Linked DNA regions of Mus musculus: regions 1, 2, 3, 5, 6 and 7 are each linked to region 4. The links are chromatin contacts, called in public Hi-C and HiChIP or PLAC-seq maps. All regions are on one chromosome and are shown on one strand. The core of a region is the stretch at or near the end of the contact, and the rest is flanking DNA. Distances in the headings are between cores, read along the strand shown. Region 1 has its middle 290 kb from the start of Pvt1. Region 2 has its middle 270 kb from the start of Gm41333. Region 3 has its middle 39 kb from the start of Gm41333. Region 4 has its middle 65 kb from the start of 4930449C09Rik. Region 5 holds the start of Pvt1 (Pvt1 oncogene). Region 6 has its middle 270 kb from the start of Pvt1. Region 7 has its middle 290 kb from the start of Gm41333.

Evidence for each region. Hi-C and Micro-C count contacts between places; a contact is called where the count stands out from the background. HiChIP or PLAC-seq counts read pairs in DNA pulled down with a chosen protein or histone mark.
Region 1: a Hi-C map of the C2C12 cell line shows a contact between it and region 4, with 5 times the contacts expected there. The contact joins two enhancer-like sites. A contact is called at or near these places in 2 of 15 datasets of contacts at CTCF or cohesin (the NIH/3T3 cell line and large pre-B cells), 16 of 484 Hi-C or Micro-C datasets (the AML12 cell line, B cells, the Ba/F3 cell line and 9 more) and 9 of 115 datasets of contacts at active chromatin or transcription factors (the NIH/3T3 cell line, T-cell acute lymphoblastic leukemia, acute myeloid leukemia and 6 more).
Region 2: a contact with region 4 is called in a Hi-C map of the N1E-115 cell line, with 20 times the contacts expected there. The contact joins two enhancer-like sites. A contact is called at or near these places in 2 of 15 datasets of contacts at CTCF or cohesin (large pre-B cells and pro-B cells), 9 of 484 Hi-C or Micro-C datasets (the HL-1 cell line, the N1E-115 cell line, bone marrow-derived macrophages and 3 more) and 2 of 115 datasets of contacts at active chromatin or transcription factors (CD8 T cells and acute myeloid leukemia).
Region 3: a contact with region 4 is called in a Hi-C map of the N1E-115 cell line, with 4 times the contacts expected there. The contact joins two enhancer-like sites. A contact is called at or near these places in 1 of 15 datasets of contacts at CTCF or cohesin (large pre-B cells), 2 of 484 Hi-C or Micro-C datasets (the AML12 cell line and the N1E-115 cell line) and 4 of 115 datasets of contacts at active chromatin or transcription factors (acute myeloid leukemia, embryonic stem cells and large pre-B cells).
Region 5: a contact with region 4 is called in an H3K4me3 HiChIP or PLAC-seq map of bone marrow-derived macrophages, with 11 times the contacts expected there. The contact joins the promoter of Pvt1 here to the enhancer-like site in region 4. A contact is called at or near these places in 1 of 39 promoter capture datasets (the SN4741 cell line), 1 of 15 datasets of contacts at CTCF or cohesin (the NIH/3T3 cell line), 2 of 484 Hi-C or Micro-C datasets (embryonic fibroblasts and myeloid progenitors), 8 of 115 datasets of contacts at active chromatin or transcription factors (the 230-238 cell line, the NIH/3T3 cell line, acute myeloid leukemia and 5 more) and 1 of 9 other capture datasets (embryonic stem cells).
Region 6: a Hi-C map of bone marrow-derived macrophages shows a contact between it and region 4, with 9 read pairs. The contact joins two enhancer-like sites. A contact is called at or near these places in 8 of 484 Hi-C or Micro-C datasets (the AML12 cell line, the Ba/F3 cell line, the C2C12 cell line and 4 more) and 5 of 115 datasets of contacts at active chromatin or transcription factors (the NIH/3T3 cell line, T-cell acute lymphoblastic leukemia, embryonic stem cells and 2 more).
Region 7: a Hi-C map of bone marrow-derived macrophages shows a contact between it and region 4, with 12 read pairs. The contact joins two enhancer-like sites. A contact is called at or near these places in 2 of 15 datasets of contacts at CTCF or cohesin (large pre-B cells and pro-B cells), 3 of 484 Hi-C or Micro-C datasets (the C2C12 cell line and bone marrow-derived macrophages) and 4 of 115 datasets of contacts at active chromatin or transcription factors (CD8 T cells, T-cell acute lymphoblastic leukemia, acute myeloid leukemia and 1 more).

The regions. Positions count from the first base shown.
Region 1 is chr15:62,326,629-62,330,610 of GRCm38.p6, forward strand. No RefSeq gene overlaps it. Among named protein-coding and RNA genes, the nearest start is that of Pvt1, 290 kb to the left of the region's middle. Within about 2 kb of position 2,538, at least 149 of the 459 cell types and tissues checked have an H3K27ac peak or open chromatin away from gene starts, as enhancers often do. A contact at or near this core is called in the Ba/F3 cell line, the C2C12 cell line, the G1E-ER4 cell line and 3 more, where this site is marked.
Region 2 is chr15:62,398,502-62,402,405 of GRCm38.p6, forward strand. No RefSeq gene overlaps it. Among named protein-coding and RNA genes, the nearest start is that of Gm41333, 270 kb to the right of the region's middle. Within about 2 kb of position 2,645, at least 23 of the 459 cell types and tissues checked have an H3K27ac peak or open chromatin away from gene starts, as enhancers often do. A contact at or near this core is called in the N1E-115 cell line and bone marrow-derived macrophages, where this site is marked.
Region 3 is chr15:62,627,796-62,631,688 of GRCm38.p6, forward strand. No RefSeq gene overlaps it. Among named protein-coding and RNA genes, the nearest start is that of Gm41333, 39 kb to the right of the region's middle. Within about 2 kb of position 1,471, at least 10 of the 459 cell types and tissues checked have an H3K27ac peak or open chromatin away from gene starts, as enhancers often do. A contact at or near this core is called in the N1E-115 cell line, where this site is marked.
Region 4 is chr15:63,651,242-63,655,138 of GRCm38.p6, forward strand. No RefSeq gene overlaps it. Among named protein-coding and RNA genes, the nearest start is that of 4930449C09Rik, 65 kb to the right of the region's middle. Within about 2 kb of position 1,505, at least 38 of the 459 cell types and tissues checked have an H3K27ac peak or open chromatin away from gene starts, as enhancers often do. A contact at or near this core is called in the Ba/F3 cell line, the C2C12 cell line, the G1E-ER4 cell line and 6 more, where this site is marked.
Region 5 is chr15:62,035,938-62,039,747 of GRCm38.p6, forward strand. Pvt1 (Pvt1 oncogene) reads left to right here and starts at 2,049. Exons shown (of 5, transcript NR_132747.1): 1 at 2,049-2,264.
Region 6 is chr15:62,309,082-62,313,393 of GRCm38.p6, forward strand. No RefSeq gene overlaps it. Among named protein-coding and RNA genes, the nearest start is that of Pvt1, 270 kb to the left of the region's middle. Within about 2 kb of position 1,935, at least 2 of the 459 cell types and tissues checked have an H3K27ac peak or open chromatin away from gene starts, as enhancers often do. A contact at or near this core is called in bone marrow-derived macrophages, where this site is marked.
Region 7 is chr15:62,380,404-62,384,375 of GRCm38.p6, forward strand. No RefSeq gene overlaps it. Among named protein-coding and RNA genes, the nearest start is that of Gm41333, 290 kb to the right of the region's middle. Within about 2 kb of position 2,013, at least 20 of the 459 cell types and tissues checked have an H3K27ac peak or open chromatin away from gene starts, as enhancers often do. A contact at or near this core is called in the C2C12 cell line and bone marrow-derived macrophages, where this site is marked.

The sequences.
Region 1 (3,982 bases), core at 1,288-3,787, 1.3 Mb before region 4:
AGCCTGAACTTTGTTTTCTGAGCTTCAAGATACTACAGTTGGGTGAACAGATTTTAGTACATCCATGTAAGCACACATAGGGCAGATATGGGCTCAACTGAGAGACTCTGTCTCAAAAGATAAGGTGGAGAGTGATCAAGAAGGACTCTCAACATTAACCTAGGGCCTAATCATGCAGATGGCACCGTTTCTTGGCTTTAGTTCCAGGCCTGTTTAGCAGCGGAGAAGTTGAGTTGACCAATCATACATGTATTCATTCCCTTCCTGCCCTTGACTAGCTGCTTAGAAGTTCCTGCTGCCTTGACTGGTTCACTGGCCTAGAAGTGAAAGCTGGAATACTACCATCCTCCTCTGAGTTTCTTTGGTGATCCCATCACCAGGAGCAAAGCAGAATAGTGGGGATAACAGTTTCCTAGGAAATGCTGGAGAGGCATTTCACACGGGAGGAACCCAACATGGAAAATCTAAGAAGAAGGACAAGATCGTCCCAGGAGGAAGCCTTGACTTACCCAAGGTCATATATGATGGGTATGAGTGAACTCCAGAAGTGACACTTCTTCTGTTGACGCCACATTTTGATTCTTCCTTAAATATAGTGACTATGTCACATAGTCTACAACCAACACTGTGCTGGGATCTGCCAATGTCAGTGGGATTATGAGCCTGTCTTCTGACCTCATGCTTCTCTACTTCCTCCAGAGTTTGAGACTATAAAGGTCACCTTTACATTCTATGTCTTTCGTCTTCCTGAGCTTGACCCTCTGCTTCGGAAGACGCATGCTTAAGCTTGCCTAGAAACCCTCATTGCACAGCCCTTTAGTTGCCCCTTCTGTATGACTCTCTTTGTAGACAAAACCACAAACCCCGATGGGCAATTAGAGATTTTCAGTGGCAGCAATTTGGGATGATTTTGGCTAATTGCTGTCCTGTGTGAAAGAGTGGACATCGTCTTTGACAGCTGGCCTGAGCAGTCAGCAGTGTGTGAGGAGAGTTTCTCTTCTGACTTTGAAAGTGGTGGTGGGGGCAGGGTGGGCAGTGACCTGCTGTAGTCAGTCAGAAATGTTGTGTCTGCCTTTAGCCCTGCACTGGCAAACCCCTGAGCTCTGGCAGACACTGCACAGATTAAATAGGCTTTAGAGTATGCAGAGTTATATTCTCACTCACAGTTTAGCAAGTTTAACAAGGGTTGCTACTTTGTCTCAGCTGAACTGGGAGGATCCCTAGACAAGAAAAGGATGGGGAGTTTGATGACCTCATTATTTACTCTCCTAACGTTTGTTGGGAGTAAATTGTGTGGCCCCTTACTTCCCTCTCTCCCTCCTTCCTTGTTTTCTCCCTTCTTCCCTTCCTTCTCTTTTCTCTTTTCTTTTCTTTTCGTTTCTTTTCTTTTCTTTTCTTTTCTTTTCTTTTCTTTTCTTTTCTTTTCTTTTCTTTTCTTTTCTTTTCTTCTCTCTCTCTCTCTCTCTCTCTCTCTCTCTCTCTCTCTCTCTCTCTCTCTCTTCCTCCCTTCCTTCCTTCCTTCCTTCCTTGCTTCCTTGCTTCCTTGCTTCCTTGCTTCCTTCCTTTCAGTTATACTTTTCTGCTTCAGACAACCAAGCACACCACCAGAGAAAGAGGAAATCAGTTTCCATTCTTACTTTCTTCTAAGGGTAAAAGAATGCACTGGTTTCCTCCCATGGGATCCCTTTCCATCTCTGCCAGGGTCATCAGTGGGGTGGTGTTAAGTGCTGTGCGAAGGCTGGGAAGGTTCTTGTTGCCACACTCTCTGCCTGTGGTTTGTGTCACCTCTGGGCACTGTCCTTGTTCTCCTGAAAGCCGTGGTGTTTACAGTGAATGCAGCATGCTGGGATCACACTGTGAAGCTGTAGGGGGTGTCTGAGTTCACATGTCCTGCATTCCAGGCAAATGTTTTTAATATTGAGCAATGCTATGGTTTGCCAGGGTGAGGTCTGTGCTATTGGAATGCCACCGAAAAGGAAAGTCCCGGACAGATAGTGACTCAAATCATCTCCTCCACTCACAATCCTCGGGGCTTTAATTCCTACTCAATTCCCTCATGATAAATACAGCTCCGTGTGCTTACTGACCGCACCGCTCTTATTGGTTCTGATAAGTACAACTTTCCAAGAGATAGGGACGCAAATTGTCATATTTTGTTGAGTCATGTGTGCTCAGCAACTCTTTCCCAAACATTGCATCAGTAATTGGCAGCTCCCTGGTCTCTGCTGTATGACACTCTATGCCCAGGAAAAGCTCTATCCATTTCATGAAAGAAAGAAAGAAAGAAAGAAAGAAAGAAAGAAAGAAAGAAAGAAAGAAAGAAAGAGAGGAAGGAAGGAAGAAAGGTCTCTCTCTGCCTGGCTGTGATAGCCTGCTCTTAAGGAAGCTGAACCCCCAAGGGAGCAAAGACAAACTGCATTTTCAGATAAGTTAGAAAACTATGGCTATTTTACTTTCCACCTCCACTGGTCTCCTAGCAACAAGACAGCTGATGACTTCTACCAGGAAAAGGAAGCCTGGAACTTGGGGGAGCCCGTCTGAATTCTTGCTCGCAGTCTGATTTATTTGAAGCTTGGCTGCATTCTTGGGTGTGGAGACCCAGAAGTCCAGTCATCGGGGCATTCCCTGACCTTCACTTGACCTCCATCAATGCACAGATAGAGGGAAAACAGATGAGAGGTGCTTTCACAAGATTTCTTTCACAAGAATCTGCTTGGTGGGGAACAGATATTTCCTTTGATTTGAGGAAGGGCAGTCGAAAGCCTGCCTGTGACATGGAATGAAATCTCAGAAAAAGCAAGGAGCTAAGTGGGTATCAGAAACCAGGGGTCCTACTGGTGTCAATCTCTCCCTGAGGAGTTCAGGCAGGGAGTTCTTGTGCCCTTGTTCTTACATAGTGTTGATATTCTCAACTATAAAGTAAGGGGATTGAAACAGATGTCCTTTCAGGGTTGTAGGCCTCTATGTGTTCTTAAATAGTTTCCCAAATATACCATTATATCATCAGCCTTTCTGATTGTCTGTCTGTCTGTCTGTCTGTCTCTCTCTCTGTCTCTCTCTCTGTCTCTCTCTCTCTCTCTCTCTCTCTCTCTCACACACACACACACACACACACACACACACAGAGAGTCACTACATGTTGAGCAAGAATCCAAACTCAGGTGTGGCTCCTACCCTATTCATACAGCAGCAGCTATGTGGCTGACATCCGTGTCTTGTTAGATGGTTTTACTATCAACCGCTATTAGCCTGTGGAAGTAGAACTGGGAGATTCTTTTAACAGAGACTTAAGTTGTACTCTGCCTTTTAACATCTGGTAGACTTAGAAATAGGAATAAGAGCCTTTGAGTAGTTGCTACAATGTGGATTAGGAACCAGTGAAATGATGTGCATACTCAGTGCCTGTTCCATAGTAAGAGCTCAGTAAACAAGGAAGGGAGCTGGAAAGACAGACAGACAGACAGACACACACACAGATTTGTTCTAGGTCCCTGGAGTGTAGGGACTTGTCCTAATTGTCCCCTCACCTTGATATATTGTGTGGCACACAGATCAGAACTAACTTCTTTAGCCCAACATATTCAGCGCGCACACACACACACACACACACACACACTTGCACACACACAGGTACACACAGAGTTGTTCACACATAAATACACACTCATATACTCATGTACACACAGTCACATCCACACCCACATAGGCATATACATGCACACCTGCACAGGTATGCTAAAGAGTAATGAACACACCCAGTCTTGCCAGAACTTTTAAGCAAGGGCCTGAATTTTATAGCCACACTGCACAGCTAAAGTAACTGTCAGATGATCTAACAGTGATTGATATTTCATATACCACTTAGAATTGTTCTTCAATAATTCCTGGAATATGCAGTTTTGGCTTTGCCCAACACTCTTGATTCTGCACTGATTAGATAATATTAGGGCACTTCTTACTGTCCCCCTGCCACTCTTCCTTG
Region 2 (3,904 bases), core at 1,395-3,894, 1.3 Mb before region 4:
GAACTTGGCTTGACACTGGGGGTCTTGTGAACCTATCTTGTTACAGCTTAACTTTCAATTTAAATACTAACCATACGAACTAACTCCACTGGAATTTATAAAGCATATTAGCTTTCATAATTTTGCTATGTCTTTACATTGACTGGCTGAGATTGTCCAGAACAACTTATTATTTTGAGTTTGTTTTCAAGTACAGGGAAGCTCAGAGTAGTGATTTGCCCAAGTGGCTCAGCTACTCTCACCGAGTTGAAACTCTGTGGATGCTGATGCAATCATACCCACTGTTTTCTCTATGTTACTTGTCTCATATCCATCCATCAGGCTTTTCCAGAACTTGTTTATTGGTCTTCCCTGAAAAGTCATCTCATGCCACATTGATTTTATTAGGTCAATCCCTCTTCCTCAAACCATAAATCACAAGCTCAATCTCCAAACCTCTAGAATGTCCTTCAGTTCTTTAATATTATCTTCTTGCTTGAGCTTTAGGAAACATGAGGTAAATGGATGAAACATAGAGAACATACTATAGTGACAATATGCTGGTTGATTGATTGTCAGGGAAATTTGGGAACAGGATGAGAATGGGGGATGGGCGGCTACCATGAGTTGGAGATCCCTGAGATACAATTCAACACCATACATGTCCTTAGAACAGTATTCTCAACCTTCCTAATCCTGAGCCCCTTTCATACCGTTCCTCATGTTATGAACATAAACCATAAAGCTATTTTTGTTGCTACTTCAGAACTTTAATTTTGCTTCTTTTATGAATCATGATATAAATATCTGATATGAAAGATGGTCATAGTTAATCCCTGTGAAAGAGGCATTCAACCCTCAAAGGGGTCATAACCCTCAGGTTGAGCACTGTGGATTTAGAGTGTCAAAAGGATCTATGGAGGATGTTATACAAGAGAAAATGCACCATGACAGTAAATATGGGAAACCATAAAGAATTTTGCATTGTTGGAGCACAAGGTACAAAAGGAGACTTCAGGAAGGATGTGTGGGAGGAAGGCCAGGTTCTGGAAGTTGTCACATGAAAGATTTTGGACTTTATCCCGAAGGCTGAAATGAGCCAAATTGAATTTGAAGTAGTCCAGTGCCCACTGAATTGGGCATCTGTTGGGAAGAGCCAACCAATGGAAGCTCTAGGGAGGGTAGTCTGGAGGTGGAGGTGAGGAAGGAGGTGAAGACTGATGGAAGGGAGCCACTGTGGTTGTAGGCAATGTAAACACACTTGAGTGGCTCAGATGAGAGAAAATAGATGACAGTGACAATAACCATAATAATGGAAGGATTTTTAGATACTTTCAGGAAGGAAGATAAACAGACTGAATGATTAGGTGACTGTTGGTAGAGGAGCAAGCGTCCTATAATGCTTGCAGGAATTTCTAGATGGGCTGGAAGATGCTGTCTTATCCATTGCCATTGCCATTCCTGTACTGAGAGGATAAGGTTTTGTAAAGGGAAAGCAAGCTGATTTACTGGCAATGTCTTTCTATTATTTTTGTGTAGTATTCAAGATGGCTGATTAGCCACTTATGGTTGTTTCTTCTTCTTCTTCTTCTTCTTCTTCTTCTTCTTCTTCTTCTTCTTCTTCTTCTTCTTCTTCTTCTTCTTCTTCTTCTTCTTCTTCTTCCTCCTCCTCCTCCTCCTCCTCCTCCTCCTCCTCCTCCTCCTCCTCCTCCTCCTCCTCCTTCTTCTTCACAGGCACTCTATAGACATCCTTGTACTTAGGTGTGATTGTGGAATCAACTCTAAGGGAAAAGCTATTTTCACTTTCAAACCCAGGCTATACATACTTCTGTTTGCTTTTATGTGATCTGCCTTTGAAAGGCTGGATTTGTCGAAAGACATTGTGTGAGTTTGGTTTTGTCATGGAATACTTTGGTTTCTCCATCTATGGTAATCGAGAATTTTGCTGGGTATAGTAGCCTGGGCTGGCATTTGTGTTGTTCTGCCAGTCTGATGAGCATAGACTTGGGAGGAAAGGAAATTCCCTATTCACTGTGTGGACAAAAGCTAGCCACCAATTTAGGAATAGAAACTTCAGACATTATAGTAGCAAGTGATTTGCTTTTATGATGTTTGTTACAGCAATCAGCTACCTGTGCATGATTGATGTACCCTTCTTGTTTCAGAGAGGAAAGACGGTGAAGCATAGCTGATAAATGTTAGGTCCAGACCCATTACGTCTCATCCATAAATGAGACTTCTTAACTTGTATTCTCCGAGAGAGAGAGAGAGAGAGAGAGAGAGAGAGAGAGAGAGAGAGAGAGAGAGAGAGAGAGAGAGAATGAAGTTAGTTGGTTTTCTTTTTTTTTTTTTTGGTCAGTATATTTTCTTCTAGGCACAAATACACAGAGGTCTAAGCAATCCATCCAGTTTGGAAGGAGATAGATTCCCACTCTCCACTTCTCTGCTCCTTAGAAAATAAGATGATTTTGGGGAAGAGAAAGAAGTTATCAGAAGACAACTGAGACAATTCAATTAAGTAAACTTTTACTGGTTCCAAGTTAGCTTTGGTACATATCAGATGCCAGAGTGAGCCTTGGGCTGTATTTGGACAGGAGAGTGTTGAGCCAACCCAGGCTCCTCCTTTTTAACACCATGCCATCCTCCCGTTGCCCTGCCTCTCATTTCCTTTCCATTTCACTATGCTTCAGCCATACTAGCCTTCTTTCTGTTCCTCAAATGCTGTGGCGTTTCTTCCTATCTTGGGGAAGTCACAAGTGCTGTTTCATCCCTTGGGAATGAATACCCACCCCTTCAGTTGCTAATCCTTATGCTTCCTTTTCCTCATCCTTATGCTTGCTCTTAAGTATCTTTTTATCAGTAATGGGCTCCTTGACCCCCGACCTTGAGATATACCCTGATACGCCCACATATTTCATTCTGGACTTCTCCTTTGTGGCAGTCCTCTGACCTGTGATTGTGTAATCTTTTGCCCTGTGCCCTGCTCTATCCAATAGAGTGTCAGGTTTTCTTTTCTTTTCTTTTTTTCTTTTTTCTTTTGTGTTTTTTTGTTTTGTTTTGTTTTGTTTTGTTTTGTTTTGTTTTGTTTGAGACAGGGTTCCTCTGTACAGTCCTGTCTGTCCTAGAACTCACTTTGTAGACCAAGCTGACCTCAAACTCAGATATCTGCCTGCCTCTGCCTCCGAAGTGCTGGGATTAAAGACATGCACCACCACCGCCTGGCCTGAGTGTCAGCTTTTCAAGGGCAAGGATCATGCTGGAGTATTCTTTCTGCCAAGAGACCTGAGCATAACACCCCAAATAGTGGGTAAGCAGGAAGCAAATATTTTTTTTTCTTGACAAAAATAATATTTTTAAAGTAAGCCATTTTCCAAGTGGCTTTATGAAAAACAAACTAGACACTGTGAAATTCTGAAATAAATCATCCACTATGTAGTTAGATACTTAGATAAATCTAAACCAGAATGTGAGAAGCATATAGTTTCTCCTGGCTGTGTTGTCAGTACTGAGGACATCATTGGTCCCTGAACTCTACTGGGGACTTTTTCTTGGGTGCTTTCATGATGGTGACTTGATGTGGCAGTGTAACTTGGTTCTGAAAGAGGGAGAAAGAATAGTAGAGTTTCAATTGGTAACTCCCTCCTTTAGTAGCTAAGCCAGTTTGGGAGATATCAAGCCTTGGCTTCCTTCCTTGAAAATGGAGAGCTTATCTTTCCAGAGTTTACGAATAGGCTATTTGCAAGACACACATGTGCACATGTGGATGTCTATGTCTCATAGGAAGTTTGGCACTTAGCAGGGACTCAGGAAAGTTTAATAGACCATTGACTATGAGGGTCAGGTTCAGATGCTGAGTCATAACGCACGTGAACTGACCGGTCTGAAGCTGTTAACGAGGCACATGAGTGCTTTATCCTTTACTAGT
Region 3 (3,893 bases), core at 221-2,720, 1.0 Mb before region 4:
GACCATAGGTGTGTGGGTTCATCTCTGGGTCTTCAATTCTGTTCCATTGGTCTACTTGAGTCTCACATTTCTTAATGAAATGTCACAAATATTTGTATATCATTTTTGTTACATTAGTATTATATATAATCTAGAGATATTTTAAGTTTGAAAGAGAATATGAAGAGTATATGTAGATGTTCATAGTGTGTGTGTGTGTGTGTGTGTGTGTGTGTGTGTGTGTGTGTGTGTGTAGGAGATTTGAATGTATGGCCTGGGAACCTATAGAGTATTCTAGAAACAATCCCCCATGGATGCTTCAAAGTCTTATGAACTAACATCTCTGAATGTCAAGAAAACTCAAAAACTTATTTGAGAAGAAAGACTGAATAATCAGTTATGTATTTGCTGAAGAAATGATAATGTTTTTCTCTGGGCAATTAGACTTAAGATCTCTAAGGTCTTACAAGTCCAGACATTTTAACCAAATAAGAATCCCTTGTTCTTAAAAATGGGGAATGACTGTAAAAATCTGAGAACATAACTCTTGCCACATTCTTTCTTGTGGCCTTTGTTAGTCTCAAAAGCTTTACATTGAATTAGATATTTGGTAAATAGTTCTTAATAAATATATATTTGTTGTTAAATGCCAACATACGGTCAATGTCTATATAGCTTTTATAAAATAGGCAAAGTATTAATTTTATCATACAGGTAATAAGATTTAGTCAGAGGGAATTCAAATATACAGGCATAAGTGGGCACTGGGTACATGGTGATACTTTAGTTACCCTACCATAGTGACTCCTCTTAATTTCCTCTTAACTTAATTTCCTCTAGTGTGTTGGGCTTGACAGTCACAGCTGTCAGGAATATGAAGATTTTTGTTGTTCTTGTTTATCATGAGCCACGTTTGCTGCTTTAACCCTTTACACTCTTATAACACCAAGACAAATGGCTGACCCTGACAAGCACTTGTCAAGTAAATATCAATGAGAAACGTATAAAACCACTTAGTGGGCTCACAGGAGTTTCCCTAAGTGAATCAGAGGAAACAGAGAAAGGGACATCTAGCTGCCCATTAGCACACACTTTGAAGAGTCACAGATGTGATACCTTATAAAGTAGATTTGCATTCATTAAAGGTCACTTTCTGCTGAGTATTTGCACTTAACATGTAAGACATGAGAAGGCCTCTCTACCTCGTTCCTCCAATTTGTCTGCTCCATGATCAATATTGAAGTCTAGACAAAGACAACTGTAGGAACTTATCACTGCTTAATTCTCCATAAGATTGACTGGACTTCCTGGACATCTGGAGTTAGCAGCAGTGAGCTGTGTGCAGGAGTGACAAATGTCCTTATGACACATGAAGATTCAGTTATGGAACAGAATGCTTCCTGTTATTTTTATTGGCCATTCTACTGAGATCTTCCAGAGAGAAGTTTGTTTCTTACCAAATAAAAGAAATGCTACAGGGCTGAGTCATGGAGTTCAGTTCTTGAGAAAAGTCAGGGATGCATTTATCACATCACACTCTGTTAATGGTCTTGAAGCATCCTCTTCCTGCTAGGATCCCCATCTTCCATGGAGCCCCTTGCCTTCCATCTAAAATGCTGCTCAGTTTCTGTCATGTGTGGTAAAGTTATCTTTATGCTAGAGGTTTACGAAACCCCCTGGGATAGTCTCTGTGGAAAAACACAGCCAAGTTGTCCATTCTGCCTCCTGATTCTTACACATCCCTTACTATAGTTTCTTTTAAACATAGGGCTTCAAGAGGCCCAGGATCTACCCATTCCTTAAACTGTAGCCTGATGATGATCATTTACCCTTGATTCTCCTGCCTCTATCACCTACTAACTGCTGGAATTATAGATGTGTACCACCAAGCACAAGTGTCTCTTGTTTTGTCTATAGTACCTGTAAATGTGCCTCCATGTCACCTTTACTAAGTTTTAATTTAGAGCTAGGTTTTACATATTTAATTTCTTTCCCTCTTAATATTAATTTCTGTATTTGTGCAGACTAGTTTCTTTGGGCCCCATCTTAAGTACATATGGATATTTCTCTTATTTAGTAAAAGTGTATTTATAATTGCCTATATTTCAGACATTGTTCTAGCTAACCTTTTGCAGATACAATGCAATGAGAGGGAAATCTCTTTCATGGATCTGTTGATTTATTTGCAGGAGAAAAAATAAGCATATGAATTAAATAAGCAAGATAAGAAGCTTAAAGATAGACCTCTGTGGTGGGCATCAGTGGAGCAGAGAGTTGACCAGCAAAAGAGAACGTGATCAGGTAAATAAAGGATAAAAATCTAAAGGGCAAAGGCAAGGCAAATGAAATCAAGGAGAAAGAACTTGCTTTCCATGTTTGAAGAAATTTATGAGGCCAATATGGCACAGCCAGGAGTAGGAGAGAAGCTGGAGTTGTAACTCAGGGTTCTGATCTGATTCAACTATGTAAATTCCCTGAATCTTGTCCAAGGCTACACAACAATGAAACAGGAAAGTTCACTTTCAAAGCCAGGCAAGCCTGAGATTCTTCCTCAAATTTCATCATTTTCAAATGGTATAAGTAGATTAATATCTTTCATGTAAAGTAGATAGACCATTGCCTATGTGGTTTGAGTATGAGTGTTCTCCATAGGCTCATGTGTTGAATCCTAGATCCTTGGCTGATGGAGTTACTGTGGGAAGTGGTAGAGACTTAGGAGGTGAGGTATAGCTAGGGCAAGGTCACTTAGAATGAGACCTTGGGGGTATCTTGTTCCTGGACCCTTTCTGTCTACTCCTCTGCTTCTTGCCTTTTGTAAGGTTGCATTGCTGCCACAAATGACAGTTCCCACGATATCTTCTTATGTGTGTGGGGCTATAAGGCTGTGTGAATTTCTGAAACTGTGGGTCAAATGAATATTTTCTCCCTTAAGGTATTAATGTTAATCATACTATTATAATGACAAAGAAGATAGCTACTTTGTTGCCAAGAGAAGCAAAAAAACAAAAACGCACACAAAGGACACACATACACACAAAGACATACAAACCCATGCACACATCTATGCATACATGCACATGCATACAAGCATACATGTGCACATTCACATTCATGTACATAAACTGTCATATTCTCTTCAAGCTCTTATGCAAAAATACAATAGTTTGCGTGATTTAAAGAACATAAGTTTATTTTTCATACGTCTTAAGGCAGGTAGATCCAAGATCAGTTTGCTCTACCCAAGTAGGGATGAATTCCTGCTCTGCAAATTGACACATTTCCTGTTCTCTTTATATCTTCAGTTGTGGAGAGAAGAAAAACAGAAAGCAGGAACTTACATATCTTTATGGAAGGGCACTAATTTCTTTCCTGAGGGCTCTACTTTCATGAATGTTCTGATCTCAAGATTGTACTAGCTATCAAAGAATCAACTTCTTAATGTCATTAAAGTGGAGGTGAGAATTTCTACAAGTCAACTTTCAAGAGATACCAACATTTAATTTCCAATATGTTAAATGGCTATAATATTTCCATGTTTGTAGACAGTACTCAAAATTTGGCTACAATTAATAATCTAGCAGGAAAACTCTATATTATTGCCCATTGAGCATCCCCATTTGGCTATGCATCTTAAAGTCAACTGGAAAGCCATTGTCATAAGTTCTCCATTCTTCTCTTTACTCAGTGTCTTCTCTCTGCATACATGGTATTGTATTGCCTGCCATTAACTTTTCCAAGTTGACTCCATCTTTTCCTTTAATTCCCAAGCTTAGTTAACTGCCAAGCTTCCACATGTCTGTTTGGGGGCAAACATGTCTTTTAAGTTAGCCTGGAACTGTCTGGATTTTGGTCTTGAGAACTGCTTAGCCTGGGTAAATAAAAAGGTTGGTCAATTTATGCTTGACTTCAAAATA
Region 4 (3,897 bases), core at 255-2,754:
AAGTCAGCCACGGGAAGAGTCTGCCAATAGGGCTACGCATTAGCTACAAAGGGAAATTCAGAGCCTTGGCAGCAGAGAAGCCTGGCAGAAAGGACCTTAGGCAAATAGCTCACATCACCAGTAATGAGGGAAGCTGGCATTATGTGTATCCACCATAGTGCTTGAAAAGACACAGTAGCCCTTCCACGATGCTGGGGCTAGAAATGCGGGAGTTGAATCTGATCACAAGGCATCGTGGGGAAAACTGGCTTGAGGAAGAGTCTACAACATACCTCAATCTGTGTCCTTCCAAGGTAGTATTGTCGCAAAAGACAGGAAGCTTTTCTGAGCTTAAGGAGGCTAACGAAACTCAAGTTTAATGTGGGACTCAGCTCCTCATTTTGGCATGATTTGTGATTGGGACATTAGTAAAACTCACATGAAATTCACAGATTAAAGGAACAACTTACCTCGCTTTAATGGCTTAATTGGTTGCAATCCAAGAATTGAATGAATATATATATATATATATATATATATATATGTGTGTGTGTGTGTGTGTGTGTGTGTATATACATATATATACATGTGTATATATATATATATATATATATATATATATGTATGTATATACACACACACTTTTGGCACTATGTCTAAAATATATTTTATATATGATATATACATATATGCCATATATAGACACATATGTATATGATACACATTTTTAAAAAACTTGGTCAGTTGCATTGGGAAAATTACTTATACTGTCCTCTTGGTTTTATATTGTCAGTATCAACAAAAGGGGTATGGTGTAGAAACCCCTAACCCCCACTCTGACACACACACACACATCAAAGACCAGCACAAAGCATACCAGAGTGTGAGGCCTGAGCTGAGTTTCTGTAAACCCATATATGCCATATGTGTCTCACACCTTTCTCATTTATCTTCAAGGCTTCCAGTGTCCATGATAAGATGGCAATGATGCAACATGGACTCATTTACTCATTGATGCCGTCCCATAACGACCCATCCACACTAGCTAGGGCTTTTAAGATGTACCCCCTAGGACCCACATTCCACATCTCATCTTCATTCCTGACAGTACAGCAGAATATCCCCGCTACTGCTACACACCATGCTACCACAGGTCGATCATGAACAAGCCAGAAGACAGTTTGGCCCCTCGAACTATCAAACTCTTTGTTGACCTGGACTCTTCTTGTGAAATTTAGGTCACAGGGTCAGCACCTATCTGTCCTACATGCCAGACCAGGGACCCAGATTGTCTGTGGCACCTACACAAAGCACAGATAAAAACAAAATCAATCTAGATCAGACTGCTGCCATTTTGGAAATTCATGGGCTGGACCATCCCAGTGAACGGACACAATGTTGTCCTCCACACCCAAATGGACCCAAGAACTAAATTAGAAAATGGAGACAAAAAGTTGTTTCCTCCTCTTAGCCGATTAGGACAATCTAAGGAAAGTGCAAGAGCGCCCCCTGCTGCCAGTATTTGGAATTGTTTGATTCACCCTGAACATAGTTCAGCTTCAAGATGTGCAGCCTGGAGGCTTGAAATCAAGCCTCCTGCTCCCAGTGCGCACATTTTTCAAACACTACGCACACAGCTGCCCTTAAGCCAGTACTTAAGACTTCACCTGCATTATCTCGCTTCATCCCTTGAACAGTCTCAGGGCCTGGCAGAACAGCTACCATTGTGGCCTCTAACAGACAATTTAAAACCAGCCATGTAAGATGGTGTATAAAGTTGCTTACTCAAGGTCAGAGAGACTCTTTTTTTTTTTAAAGTAGCTCCATCTTTAAAATATGACATTCCTCCAAAGGATCTCTTCTAAATCCCCTTGCATACATAACAACCTAAGCTATATGCTGTATCTCCTAGGTGCACAGGACTGGGGAGTGAGAATGGGGTTCAAAAGCAATCCAATGATGTGTGCCTTTGTAAATCTATACATTCGTTAATGCTGTTATTTTCTCCCATGAATTAACAATTTTTACTCTTCTCTTGCTAACATGTACCAGGATAGAAATGAGTATGGTATATGTGTGTCTTTGTAAATCTATACATTCATTAATGCTGTTATTTTCTCCATGAATTAACAATTTTTACTCTTCTCTTGCTAACATGTACCAGGATAGAAATGAGTATGGTATATGTGTGTCTTTGTAAATCTATACATTCATTAATGTTGTTATTTTCTCCATGAATTAACAATTTTTACTCTTCTCTTGCTAACATGTACCAGGATAGAAATGAGTATGGTATATGTGTGTCTTTGTAAATCTATACATTCATTAATGCTGTTATTTTCTCCCATGAATTAACAATTTTTACTCTTCTCTTGCTAACATGTGCCAGGATAGAAATGAGTATGGTATCCGAATAAAAACTTCTGGATTACAAAGCGCATAGATCCTACTCCAAGGGGTTAAGGTTCTCAAGTGGGAAACAGAGAAATCCAGTGTGATAAAAGAGCTTCTCTTCAGGGACCAGTGGCTATGAAGAGTAAGATAAAAAGTCCTATAAGCGTTTGTACCAACTGAACGATCGTTTCCTCAGAGAAACTATAAAGCTATCCTCAGCCTTCCTCGTAATGTTGACATACAAGAGTGTGTTTCTCTGTTGAATATACAATGAAATACTGTTTGTTCAAATTTGTGTTCTTTCCGCTGGACCCTCAAATGGCAATTGAGAAATGGAGACAGATTTTGTTTTCCCAAGGTGGCCTGGTACAACTCCCAAAATGGAACTTTGTGTCGTTAGAACAGTTGAGAGGATCGTAGAAAGATGGACCCAAATATCAGCCAGAGAATTAGACCAGAAAATGGAACCAAAGTACCTGTCAGTCCAAGGATGTAGTGGCACTACGTGTACACCAACTGGGAATGTTGTGGTCCCAGGGGAATTAATATGAGAACCTATGATTACACACACGTGGCTCTTCTCAAGGGGGGTCTGGGATTGGTGGGAAACAATGGGTTTTCATGTCTAATAGTCTGAGTCCACAGTGGGAGACAGCTATTTCCCTAATCTTCCTGAGGTCATCTTTCTGCCTAAGGGTCATCTTTCCAGGTCAGATGATAGCTAAACTTGCCATCCCTTCAACATCAAGAACATAGAGTTTCAAAGGGTGAATTGCTGGGAGAAAAGGAAAAGTCAGGAAGACCAAAGGGAGACATTCAAGAGCTGGCATGCCACAGTCCCACACTTTTCTCAAATCCAGACTGTTCAATATCAAATTGTTGGCAGGCGGTTTGCATGGACTCTGCTCTGTGATAGCTGGGTACTACGTGAAAGAAAATGTCACTCTGTTGTGATGGGTTTAGACATCATGAAAGTTCAGAATACATAGACTCCAGGGAGTCTAAAGCTATCAGATACTGGTACTAGAACAAGGGAACGTACTGATGCGTATCTTAGGAGAAGACATGCATTGATCAGTTCAGTTTTAAAAGTGAATTTGAAAGAAATAGAAAAGGCACCATTCTTGCAATTTGAACATCAAGATTCAACCTCAAGTCTACTGTTCACTTATGTTGTGATCTTGAGCAAGATAGCAAATGTCTCAGACCCAAAACTGTCATCAGTAAAGTGTGCACAATGTTAGATGCAACTAGTTCCGGTTTGTCATACAATCCTGGTAAGACAGCTGTCATTACCCCATAGTTCACAGCAGAGGAAACTGATGCTCAATAGGTTAAATGAACTTCCAAGGTCAAAAAGCTGGTAAGTCAGAGCCCAGCTACAAAGCCAGGCACTGTCATGGGTCTTTCACATCCCTTGCTCATACTAACATGCTGGCCTTAATACTATTTACTGAAGACATTGGAGAGATGAAGCAGTAAGGGTGGTCTGAGTTCAGTTCTAAGTACCCAGGTCATGTGGCT
Region 5 (3,810 bases), core at 799-3,298, 1.6 Mb before region 4:
TTCTTTTTTCTTTTTTTCTTTTTTTTTTTTTTTTGACAGGGTTTCTCTGTATAGCCCTGGCTGTCCTGGAACTCATTTTGTAGACCAGGCTGGCCTGGACCTCAGAAATCCACCTGTCTCTGTCTCCCAAGTGCTGGGATTAAAGGTGTGGGCCACCATGCCCGGCACTGGAAAAATTTTTAAACATCCCATAAAAGGAAGCCCCACTCCCCAAAGTAACAACCTGGACAGAAAGCCTTCGAAGAGAATGCTTTAAAAAATGTGGTAAGAATGCTGAAGTGTAGCTCTCCACAACTTATGGCTTCTGGAGGGGGTCGGGTAGGTGGGGAAGGAATCAGTTTTCTTTAAGGAGCTGGCTGGTCCCTAGGAGTGTGGCCATACTCCAGTGGCTCTATGACTTTCCAGTGGTGGTGGTGGTGGTGGTGGTGGTAGGGATGTTCACAAAGGTGGGGAGGACTGACATGGGAGGATCGGGATAAGAGTGCTATTAGAGTGTATTATGTGAAATTCCCAAATGATATTTTTATATTATATCGGGGGAAAATATTAGCCTAAAATTAGCGCAGCAAAATTTAGTCCCAGGGAAGGGCAAACTGGGTCGAGACTAAAGCTGAATGAACCTGGGTGAAGGTCTTCAGCCGTTGGGAGGTCTAGTGTACAGGACTAACTGGAAGGAGCAGGTGGCATCTTCAGGGATTTGTTACTGAAGTTGTCTTTAAAACTGGGCCTCTGAGAGCCTGTGGTTGCTTCTCCCCAAGGTCGCAGCAGGTGGTTTGGGAAATGTCTGACACATCGAAAGCACATACAGACATAGAATTCAGAACCCTCTTCACTCTCTAGCACAAGAAGGAGATAATCTGAAGGAGATAATCGGAAGATCTGTTCGGTCACTCTCAGGGTGGAAACCAACCACACACAGCGCGATTATCCGTGCATATCGCACTGGCACACACGAGTATGGTAAATTTTCTCTTCAACAGAGACATCTTCATGTGGCTAAGAAGTAATGAAAGTGAAGACATTGAAGGGGGAACGTAGAGGGAGGGAGGAGATAAAGACTCTCTGAGAGATTGAAATAAAGTGAGGTATAGTGTGCTGAGAGAAGAGTGGACCCGCGTTACTTTCCGCGATCCTGGTATCACCTAGTTATGCAACCCGCTTTCCACAGGACTCCGGTTTCCCTCTAGGATCTGAGTCTACCTCATCTTTCATTCCCCTTTCTGGTTGTAGCACGTTGCCGCGCTTGACTAAATGGTACTAGAGACGTGCACCTGTTCGGTGCTGGATTGAATACAGCGAAAAGAATATCGTGGTATACGCGTGCCTTTCACACCAGCCTTCGTTCTTTGCAGAGGCTTTTGCACATTTGAGAGGTTAGTGTAATACCCTGTACGGACCAAGAATGGAGGATGCTGCAGACAGGTGGTCCTCTCTCAGCTAGAGTTTGCTTAGTACGTCCTTCTCTCCAGAACCACAGATGATGGATGGTACCCAGGACTGCTCTCAGATGAGAGTTCTGAAATAGAACAGATTCGGGGGGGTCTTCTGTAGGAACTACTGACCTATTTTCTGAGCAGTTTGGTCCTTTTAATTCACTGGAGTCTCCTTCCCTATCCGAAAAGTGGGAAGACTGCTAAGCTTCAAGGTGAAGGGGGATGGGATGTCTACCTTAAAAAGGAATAGTGTGGGGGAGGGGAGGGTGGGGAGGGGAGGTGGGAAAGCTAGTTGACCTCGCCTGGGCATAGCCCCAGGCTGTGTGGGACCTATGTAGGACCTAGGTTTGAGTGCAGCTAGAACCTCCCAGCCCAGGACTGACAGAGTGTGCTCTCTACTAGGGCCATCTGGGCATTAAGCAGCCTCAGTGGCACGCCACCTCCATGCGGTTCTCCTCTCAGGCTTGATGCCCCTTCATTGCCTAGGGCAGCAGGCAGAGGGGCGAGCTGGATCCCTCAGGTCAGAAACCTCCAGACACCAGGAGATCGGGGACACACGCGGCCTGCCCGGTGGCGCGCGCTTCTCCCCCTCCCCCGCGGCCGGGAGCGAGCCGCCGTGACGTCACGGGCCACCCGCCAGCCCCGCGCTCTACCAGGCAGAGCGCGTGTGGCCGCCGAGCACATGGACCCACTGGTCAAGCGGGCTCGGCAAGGCCAGGATGAAGAGAAGCTACGAACTTAGCATTCCCAGAGCCCCCCGAGTGGATATCCGCGTGGAAAGGATGTTGGCAGCCCCGGTGACCTCGGAGTCACGGCTGGATCCACCCTCTTGTAAGTTCCAAGTTTATCCCCTGGAAACTCTGGAGCCCAGGGATGCAGAGTCTGGATAGAGGAAAGTGGCTTTTGCATTCCCACGAGCGCGTGTTAACCTTGCACTTTTCCTCATCACTAGACTCGAGATTGCCAGAGAGTTTGGGTGTGGGTGAGAAGTGTGGGTGCGAGGGAGATTTCCCAGGATGGCCTCTACATAGAGGTAATTCTGGATTTATGCACTTGATCAAGAGCCCATTTCCTCAGGTCTAAAAGAGAGAGACGCCCCCTGCAATCAGCGCAGATTTGGGGCCGCTGATGTGGTTTGGAGGCCTCATTTACGAAACTGGAAGTCTGAGTCTAGTCTAGTGATGCTCCCTCCATCCTTGGCCAGCCCTCCTCCGAGACACCCCCTCGGGGCAGAAAGAAGGTGATCTCCTAAAACTCCCTGTGTCAGGAAACTTTCTGTGCTTTTGTATTGCGTTCCTGTGTTCGTGGAAGGCCCCCACGCCTTCATCCTTGCTAATTCTTTTTGGATAGCTTGTTGCTTTAACTAGATTGGCCCTTTCTTGGCTAGTATTTTCTGCTGTACCTATGAGTGGTGTGGGAGAACTGTGCAGACTTCCAGGAAGCGCAGCCATGAAGCTACATGTGCCTATGTGTAGACACATCATGGATTTTCTTACTAGTTTACTAGTGGGTGATAATCTGTCCTTTTGAGCTCTCCAGAACGTTCTAGAAGCTTAAGGAGAGAAATCACTTAAGAGAGTATAGGGAGAAGTGAGGTTTTTGTTTCCTTTCTGCTCTTGTGTTTTTAAGGGGTTGTTGTCATTTGACCTAGAGAAAGCCAAATGTGTGTGTGTGTGTGTGTGTGTGTGTGTGTGTGTGTGTGTGTGCCTGCCTGCTTGCCTGTCTGTCTGTCTGTTTGTCTGTCTGTGTGTCTGTGTGTTGGGGAGGGCTAAGGATGCAGGTCTCTGTTGAAGTGCATGTGGTAGGATGTTGCAGGCCTGTTTTGCATATGGGCAGTGACAAGTTTGGGCTTGTTCACTTGCACAGTCCTATGGTCATAGCTAGTCCTTCTTAAAGCTCTAGCCAGTGGGAAAGCGTTTGTGTTTCTATCCTTGGAGCTCCAAGTGGGACTTCTTAAAAGATTTAGAAGGAGCAAAGCTGTCAGGAAATCAGAAACGTCACATGGACTCCATGACTGGGAAAAACCTCGTGGTGGCCTGCTCTCAGTGCTTGGATGTGTGCTAGTTACATCTCGGAGGTGAGGATGTGCCTTACGGTTATTTGAACTCAACTAGGTTCATGATGGATCTGGTGAGACATTAAGGCTGGTTTAAGACATTGTGGGCTATTGTGCTGGGACCCCCACCCCACTCTGTTAGGGAGTGACTGTATGGGACTGCCTTGTTGTTTTGCCTGGTTAAGGGTGGCTGTTTCTTGCTGCTTTACCTATTGAGTGCAGGATTTTGCATAAACCAGCTTCCCTTGAAAAGTAGAAGAAATTGATTTTTTTTTTTTGATTGATTCTCCTCTGACTCATCCTGTTTTGCTTCTGTGACAG
Region 6 (4,312 bases), core at 685-3,184, 1.3 Mb before region 4:
CTTTTAGATTTTGCATGGTCAGGGTCCATCTCTTTGATTAGTCCATCCTCCATGTGACTGTGATGCAAGCCAATGATTGAGAAGCTAGCTTAAGACAGGGGTCAACAGGCATTGTAAGACAAAAAGTGAGTCAGTGATTTTAATCTTTATCATTATTCTAGCCATTCAACATTGCTACTGTTGTTCCAGAAGCTATGGGCATAAGCAAATATATGTCTCATGTTCTAATAAAACTTTATTTAAAAGTAATCATGAAGTTGGCTAAGATCTTAGTTGGTTAACCTCTGTTCTTAAGAATTACAACTGTCAGCTTTTGCTATGTAACCAATCACTATGTGAGTGGGTTTCTAGCAGAATTACATCTGTGACTGACTAATACAATCTAGGATTGTCTGAAGAAAAGGAATGGGGAACTATGGACCACATCTTAAGTCCAACTGCATTGTAATAGACATGTGGCAAAGAGAAAAGCATCAGGGCAAAAAAGAGATGACTGGGGATACCATTCTATTGTAGAATGGCTGGATGCTATGAATGTGCTTAGGAGATTAGACATGTGGCCAGTGCCTTGTACATGCGGATTACTGCTACTCGCAGTATGGTTATTAATCATTCTTTTGCTTGATTTCACAAGTCAGGGCCAGGTATTGGGTGTAATTGTTTATTCTTTCTGAAAGGCTGTTACCAACATCCTCAGAGATGGGTGTCATTCACCATTAGCACTTGTGACAACAGGCATAGGGAGTCATTGGTACTAGCAGCCTGCCTTGGTCATAGAACAGTTTGTTCTTGGTGCTGTGGGCTATTTGTTCAGAGGAAGCCCTGGGACAGGTTTGTTATTACATGATCACTTGCTTTTTATAAGCAGGTAAATCATACTGACAGTTTACACTGAATACAGACGGAGAACTCCAATCCTGGCTTGAAAGAAGATGCCTTGCTTTAGTGGAGCTCAAACAATAGACCTCCAAAGTTAATGAGAGTATAGTTGTGGCACCTTTTAGGAGAACAAAGTGAAGGAGGATGGAGCAGATTGGTCCTTGGTGATTTATTTTTATAGGCAGTGGATAACTTGCAAGGACCATTCTGTGTGTAGTCTACCATTCTACCTCCATTCTTTTTCTGGTAGTGCCAGGATGCTTTCTGGGAACCACTTATATCAGAGTCACCTGGGAACTTAGTAACACAAGCACATTTATGGTCTAATGCTCATAGACTCTGGTTAGTGAGGGTGACCTGTGACTTCCTTGTTTTAAAAGCTTTTTGATACTTGTGATGCGCAGTGCCATGTAGGTGGCACTCATCTCTTATTTGTACATTCAGACATATAATTACATGATTGCTTGGCAACTGGGCTTCATGCAGAGTTGATCAAAACTGGAGAGTTCTGAATCCTCAGCTCTTAAAGGGCCAGTGCCAGGCCTTATTTATCCTCATGTTTGTGACAAGGTGTCTTGGTACATGTGAAGCCCTCTGTCTTACAGGACTGGAGATGGGACCCAAGAAAGTGGAATGATTCACTTGTGGCTATGCTGCTAATACAGTGCAGAGTCTCACTCTGCCTCTCCACTCTTTACACTCTGGCCTTCCCAAGCTGCTTCTCGGGACAGGATCCCATGTGTGAATTATATCTGATGTGTTAGACTTTGTGCTGAGTTATTTAAGCATGTGATTGCCTTTTAATCTTTATTGAGTATGACTTGTTAAAAATCACATTATCTACTCTGCTTTATAGAAAAGGAAATGTGCAGAAAAGGCATGTAACTGGTGAAGGTAGAATGCAATTAAAAACAAGGTTTCTTTCGTGGACATTGAGATCAGAGGACATGTGAGATATTCATGGAGCACTAACGATATTGGGGTATAAATAACCACCACTTCCCTGAGGGTTCCTCAGTGCACATGTTGTCATTGCACTCATTGTCACATGGTGCTCTTCAGTGACATAGTGGAAGTCAAATCTTGGTGGAACTGGGCAGCAGACCCGTGATCATTGGATGGACCCTGTTGCAATCCCCAGTAAGTCCTTTGGGAAATCTCCATGGGAACTTACTCAGAACGTAAATGAAAGGTCTAAAATAGATGCCAGAACTTCCCCCATCCTGGGCACCCCTTCCTCAATTCTTCCCTTATCTTCCCTCCCTTCCCTTCTCCTCTGAGTTGGTGGGGGTCCCTTGGGTATGCCCCCATCCTGGAGATGCCAGGACTTTTTATCTTCAAGTGGTATTGTTTTCTAACCTGTGAGGAGGCCCTAGCAGATACCTGGGTCTGACTACTTCTCAGATAAAAGGTCACTGATGCTCGTGTATGTAAGATGAAGGGGCTTATGTTATTGTTGATACAACATAGACACATGAGTTCTTAAAAGTTATAGTCATCTGTGTAATAAACTGCATATATTTGAAGTGTATAGTTTGATAAGTTTTGACATGTGGATGCATCCATGTAATTAAGATAATGATTATATCTATCTACCCACAAAGGACTTTTTGTAATTCTTTTCTCTGGCTCTTCCTTAACTACATTCTGCTTTTTTTTCAAGGTGTTTATAATTTGTTTTCTATTTTTTTTTTTTACTATATGTAATTGTTTTTTATGTATCATTTAATCCTTTTTATTCCTTGATGAAATCCCATGTTTTAGATGTACGTGGTTTGTGTATCCACTTACGAATTGAAAGTTATTTTATTGGACTCAATAGATATAAAATTCTACTAACTTATATTACTGAAATAAAGAGAACACTGAAAATTACCATATTTTCCACATTACTCTATGAAAGTATATATAAAGATAAAGACAACTAGTATAGAAAATAACAACTTTCCTTAAATTTTCATCATTCCATAATTATGACTAAACTAGTAAAAATTAGTAAAATCTAACTTTGCAGTGTAATCATTATAGTCAAACTTTCCACATCATTTATAGTTAGACAAATCAGCTTGTATCACACTTATTAATTCATCTTCTCTCTTAATAACGATCCAGGAGAGAAACAAATCTCACAGAACTGTACTGATGGAATAGTAGGAAAGATTTTAAAGCAGTTACAAGAATTTTAGGATATTGACCTTTATCTAAAATGAAGCAAACAATATCACATGTTCAGGATTTATTTTTATCAGAGTTCTATTCTAATAATTTACTTTGTAGAATTACCATTAAGTATGAATGATTTTTAATAAAAGACACATATTCTACATTTAACACTTTCGGCTTTCAGTTGGAAAACTAATCATAAGATATGCTCTCATAACGGACCCTGAAATGCTCAGTCAGCAGGCGCCTTTGAGTCTGTATAGTGTGAACCTATGTCTGACTTACTGAGTATACACAAGTCTTTCTTGGGCACCTGCTCACATTTTTCTTGTGTAAATGCTCACAGAGGAACAGCTGGGTCACCTGGAGAAACAAATATGCCCTTTAAGAAGCTACCACAACTGTGTTGTATTTCTAAGACTTCCAGTTGTTTGACATCCACACCAGCGCTTAGAATCCTCAGCCTTCTTATTCTGGCTCTTTGAATGGGTAGTGTAGATGTTGACGTTTTGTCTCTATTCGGTCTCTGCTGTCTAGGTCTGATTCAGGGAGGGCCATCTATGTTCTTGTTATTATCTGGACTTCAGCCTTCACTTTCCAGGAGAGCTTGACTGCTGGGCTCTGAGCTGATGCCTGCCAACTTCCTTTGGGCAGTAAGCTGAGGCAGTCTCTGGGCTCACCAGAGCTGAAAGCCAAAGGTTTTTTGCCTTACCAATAGTGTTCTTTAGGGCTAGAGAAATGGTTCAGTGGTTAAAAGCACTGACTGCTCTTTCAAAGTTCCCAAGTTCAATTCCCAGCAACCACATGGTAGCTCACAACTATCTGTAATGGGATCTAATACACTCTTTTGGTGTGTCTGAAGATAGCTACAGTGTATCAAATAAAATAAATCTTTAAAAAAATTAGTGTTCTTTATTGCCTCACCCTTTTGGCAGGTACTGCTATCCTATATGTCCCTTTCTGGTTTTTCTTAAGCCATTGCTTCATATTTTGCTCACTGAAATGGATGCCTTTCCAGCAAGATGGTAAATCTCAGATTTAAATTTAGCCAGAGTAGAGTTTTCTGCTGTTGTCAGGATTTGTCATTCTCTCTGGTCTTACATAGAAGAAGGTCACATTTCTTCTCTATTTGAAAATGTCCGTGACCCCCAATGGTTCAAAATATCTGTTTGTAATAGTTATTCAGAGATTTACTCGAAAGCATCGGTACTTTAAGGATGAAACTTAGGCTTCTGTCTATTTACAGCCATGGATCCCTACCTGGGTGATA
Region 7 (3,972 bases), core at 763-3,262, 1.3 Mb before region 4:
CAGAATCTCTGTTTAGATTCGACCTTCCTCACACAACTTTCATGGGATACTTCTCCATTTTCTCTTCTATCTTTTTAAAATTCATCTCCCCTCATTGCAGCATTGATTATGTCATTTAATACATTAAAATTGTTACCTTTAACCACCCATTTTTTGTACTATGTTATAAGCTCTTTGTGACTTCTAGTTTCCATGTAACATCAACATGCCAGCAGGCATTCAATATATCATTGTTGAGAAAACACTGATTTCTATCATTAAAGTCATAAAATACTTCAGAAAAATCTCTTCTCCTGTATTGCAGTGAATATTTTGGGTACAGATATTTTCTCTTCTTTCATACCATGTCCTTAATGCCTGGTGCAAATAAATGAGAACCAACAAGAATTTTAACCTAATTTCAGGGCATGGCTGGCCAATCCATAAATGGCTATTAGCCATTCATATCCTTCCATATTAGTCTTTGTAGCAGCTCCTTTTCTGGACTGTGGACTAGATACAGTGTGTCATTTTTTAGTCAATAGAATTAAGCAAAGATGTTTGGTGTCTTAGTTAATGTTTTCATTACTGTGAAAAGATACCATGACCAAAGCAACTCTTAAAAATGAACGCATATAATTGGGGCTGACTTACAGTTTCAGAGGCTTAGTCCATTATCATGATGGTAGAACAATGGCACTGTACAGACAGACATGGTGCTGGAGAAGGAGCTGAGAGTTCTACATCTTGATTCAAAGACAATAGGAGACTGTGTTCCACACTGGTTGTAGCTTAAGCATAGGAGAGCTCAAAGCCCACCCACACAGTGACACACTTTTTTAGCAAGATGACACCTACTCCAAAAAGGCCACACCTTCTAATAGAGCCAATATTCCCTATGGGCCAAATATTCAAACACATGAGTCTATGGGGGCACATACCTATTTAAAGCACTACAATTTGATATAAGGTTTTTGGGTTTTTTGTTTGTTTTGTTTTGTTTTTCAAGACAGGGTTTCTCTGTGTAGCCCTGGCTGTCCTGAAACTCACCCTGTAGACCAGGCTGATCTTGAACTCAGAAATCCACCTGCCTCTGCCTCCCAAGTGCTGGGATTAAAGGCATGTGCCACCACTGCCCAGCTTGATATAAGTTTTTGATACAGGATCTCATATAGTCATGGGTTGGTCTCTCATTCCTGATCTTCCACTTTTACCTCCGTGGTGCTAAGGTTAGATGTGTGCAGCAGTCCAGTGGTTTTTGGATGTCATTTTTAAGTAGGTTATTAAAAGGCTAATGGTTGTATGTTGGACCTCCCTTTCTGTTTCTCCGCCCAGAGAATCAATTTGCCACCATGTCATATTTCTCTTGAGAAATCCATGTGATATGGCACATGCACCAGCAATGAGGAGTGTGTATGAGCCACCAGCAGCTGCAGGGCTGGCTTCTCACTAGAGCTTCTGATGACTCTTAATCATGTGTTTATTGTACCTATTTATGTGGAGCCACAGATGCCTACTGAACAAGGCCTAGATTTTTGATACAGAGCTCGTGAGGGATAAGGACGTGATTTGCTAAGACAGTACTCTTAGGAGTCATTTAATACATAGGCAGAAGTAAATAACATATGATCTTATGCACAACAATATGAATGTTTAATTGTTTATGTTTTACTATTAATCACATTGAAATTGAATTAAGTAAAGAAAGCTGATAAATTATGTTTGTATTTAATCATTCTTTCTAAAAGCCTTGCTTACATTGTGAAACAGTACCACATATCAAAAAAAAAAAAGTACAAGCACAGATGTGTAACCAGAAGAATATAAGCAAACATTGAGATTTTCGTTTTATTAATTTTCTTTAGAAATGAACTCAGTCTGTAGCAACATCGGAAATCATTTCATCTTCAAATAGAGAATGACAAGAAAGCTAAATAGATGCACCATTTTGGGATAGTCTATGAATTAGAGTATAAATCATTGTGAAATATTACTATGTATTTTTCTTTAACAAACTAAAGAGGAAATTCTCAGTCAGCATTAGTCATCAGGAGGAAGTCTAGAAATTATGCCACAGAGAGTCATATGTAATCTGTGGGACAGAGTGGAGCCTCAGAAACAAATTCATGAATGGATGAATAGACCTGGAGTTTAAACATGGGATAGGAGGCTTTTCACAGAACATGGGAATAGATGTTTGCCATATTCGTTTCTTAGTTCTCCCTTTTTCATCATTAAGTGGGAAGTATGTTTTTTAAAGTACAGGGTTTAAAAGAATTGGTATGGTTTTGATAAAGCCCCTTCCCTTTAGACTTCAGTTACTGGCAAGCAATAATTCTGGTTTTAAGTTAACATCAAATAGTGACCTACCACTTCATTAAGATTCACTATATACTGAGACAATTGTTTTATTTTTTTGATAAAAATGTTTATTGTGGCAACATAAAATACCAAAAATGTTACCACCTTCAAGACTTCCAGTGCAGTGATTGAGATATCAACCTATCCGTAAAATCTTCAACCTATATAGTTTGTCCTGCCTTCAAGATATGCTAGGGTAAAAGAGGCACAGAAATTGTGATAGTAGCTAGCCAATGACTGGTCCAGCTCAAGACCCATAAGATGAGAAGGAGCTCACCCCTGGCACTGCCTGGAGGAACAGGAACTAGAGATTAGGCAGCCCAGAGACCTAGGATAGAACCAAACACAACTGGCACAAAAAAAAAAGTCAATGAAATGATTGCTAATGATAGATTTTTGGCTATTCTTGTAGACAGGAGCTTAGCATGTAATCATCAGAGAGCATTTGTCCATAACTGATGGAAACAGGTACAGATACCCCAAATCAAACATTAGATAGGGAATCCTGAGGATGATGAGGAGGAAGGATTGTAGGACCCAGAAAGGTCAAGGACAATACACACACACACACACACACACACACACACACACACACACACACACACACACACATCACCACCACCACCACCACCAGAAAAACCACACAAGCAGAATCAATGACCCTTTTCTCCTGGGGCCTCACAGAGACTGAACCAATAATCAGAAAGCCTGCATGGGTCTGAATAGGCCCTCTGCATATATCTTATGGTTATTTAGCTTAGTCTTCTTGTGGGACTCCTAACAGTGGGAGTGGAGGCTGTCTCTGACTCTTTCGCCTGCTACTGGGACCATTTTCCTTCTTCTGAGTTTTCTTATCCAGCCCTAATATGGGGGGGGGGGTGCCTAGTCTTATTGCAGAATTGACATACCATATTTGGTTGATACCTCTGGGATACCTGCCCTTTTCTGGAGCGAAACAGAGGAGGAGTGGATGGGTGTTGGTATTTGGGGGGAAATACTGGGAGGAAAGAAGGGAAGGGAAACTGCTATTGGAATGTAATATATTAGAGAAGAATAAGAACAAAAGAAATTATATAAGTTGCCATCCTAACCACATTTTTGTTATGGTAACCATTACATTTGCTCACTGCTATTAATTGTATCCATACTCTTGAATTAGCACTGTTGTTCATTTCCAAAAACTATTTCATTTTGAAGAACTGAAACTTTATGCCCGTTAAACAACAACCTTGTTCTCCCCCAGTAGACCCTGAAAATCACTATTCTATTTTACATCTCTGTGGATTTAACTGTTGTAAAATGGTGAGCATGGCAAATTTACTTTAGGTGTCTCACACACGTGGAATTATTCAGCATATGTCTTTGTGACTGGCTGAACATGTTACACTATCCACAGGGTTCATCTATGTTTTAGCACATACAAAATTTTCCTCCTCTTATTTTTTTTTAAAGTTGTTCTTAAGAACTTAAACATGACTGTGCTGAGAGGTCAATCAATATGTGACAGAGTGGTCCTCCACTGGACCATTTGCATGGAGTGGATGAACAGGGAGGCCTGTGAAAAGGACACAGTGCTAACTCTGCTGTTTCCATCTTAAAATCCCAAACTCTTTTATTTAGCTGGCTATGGAG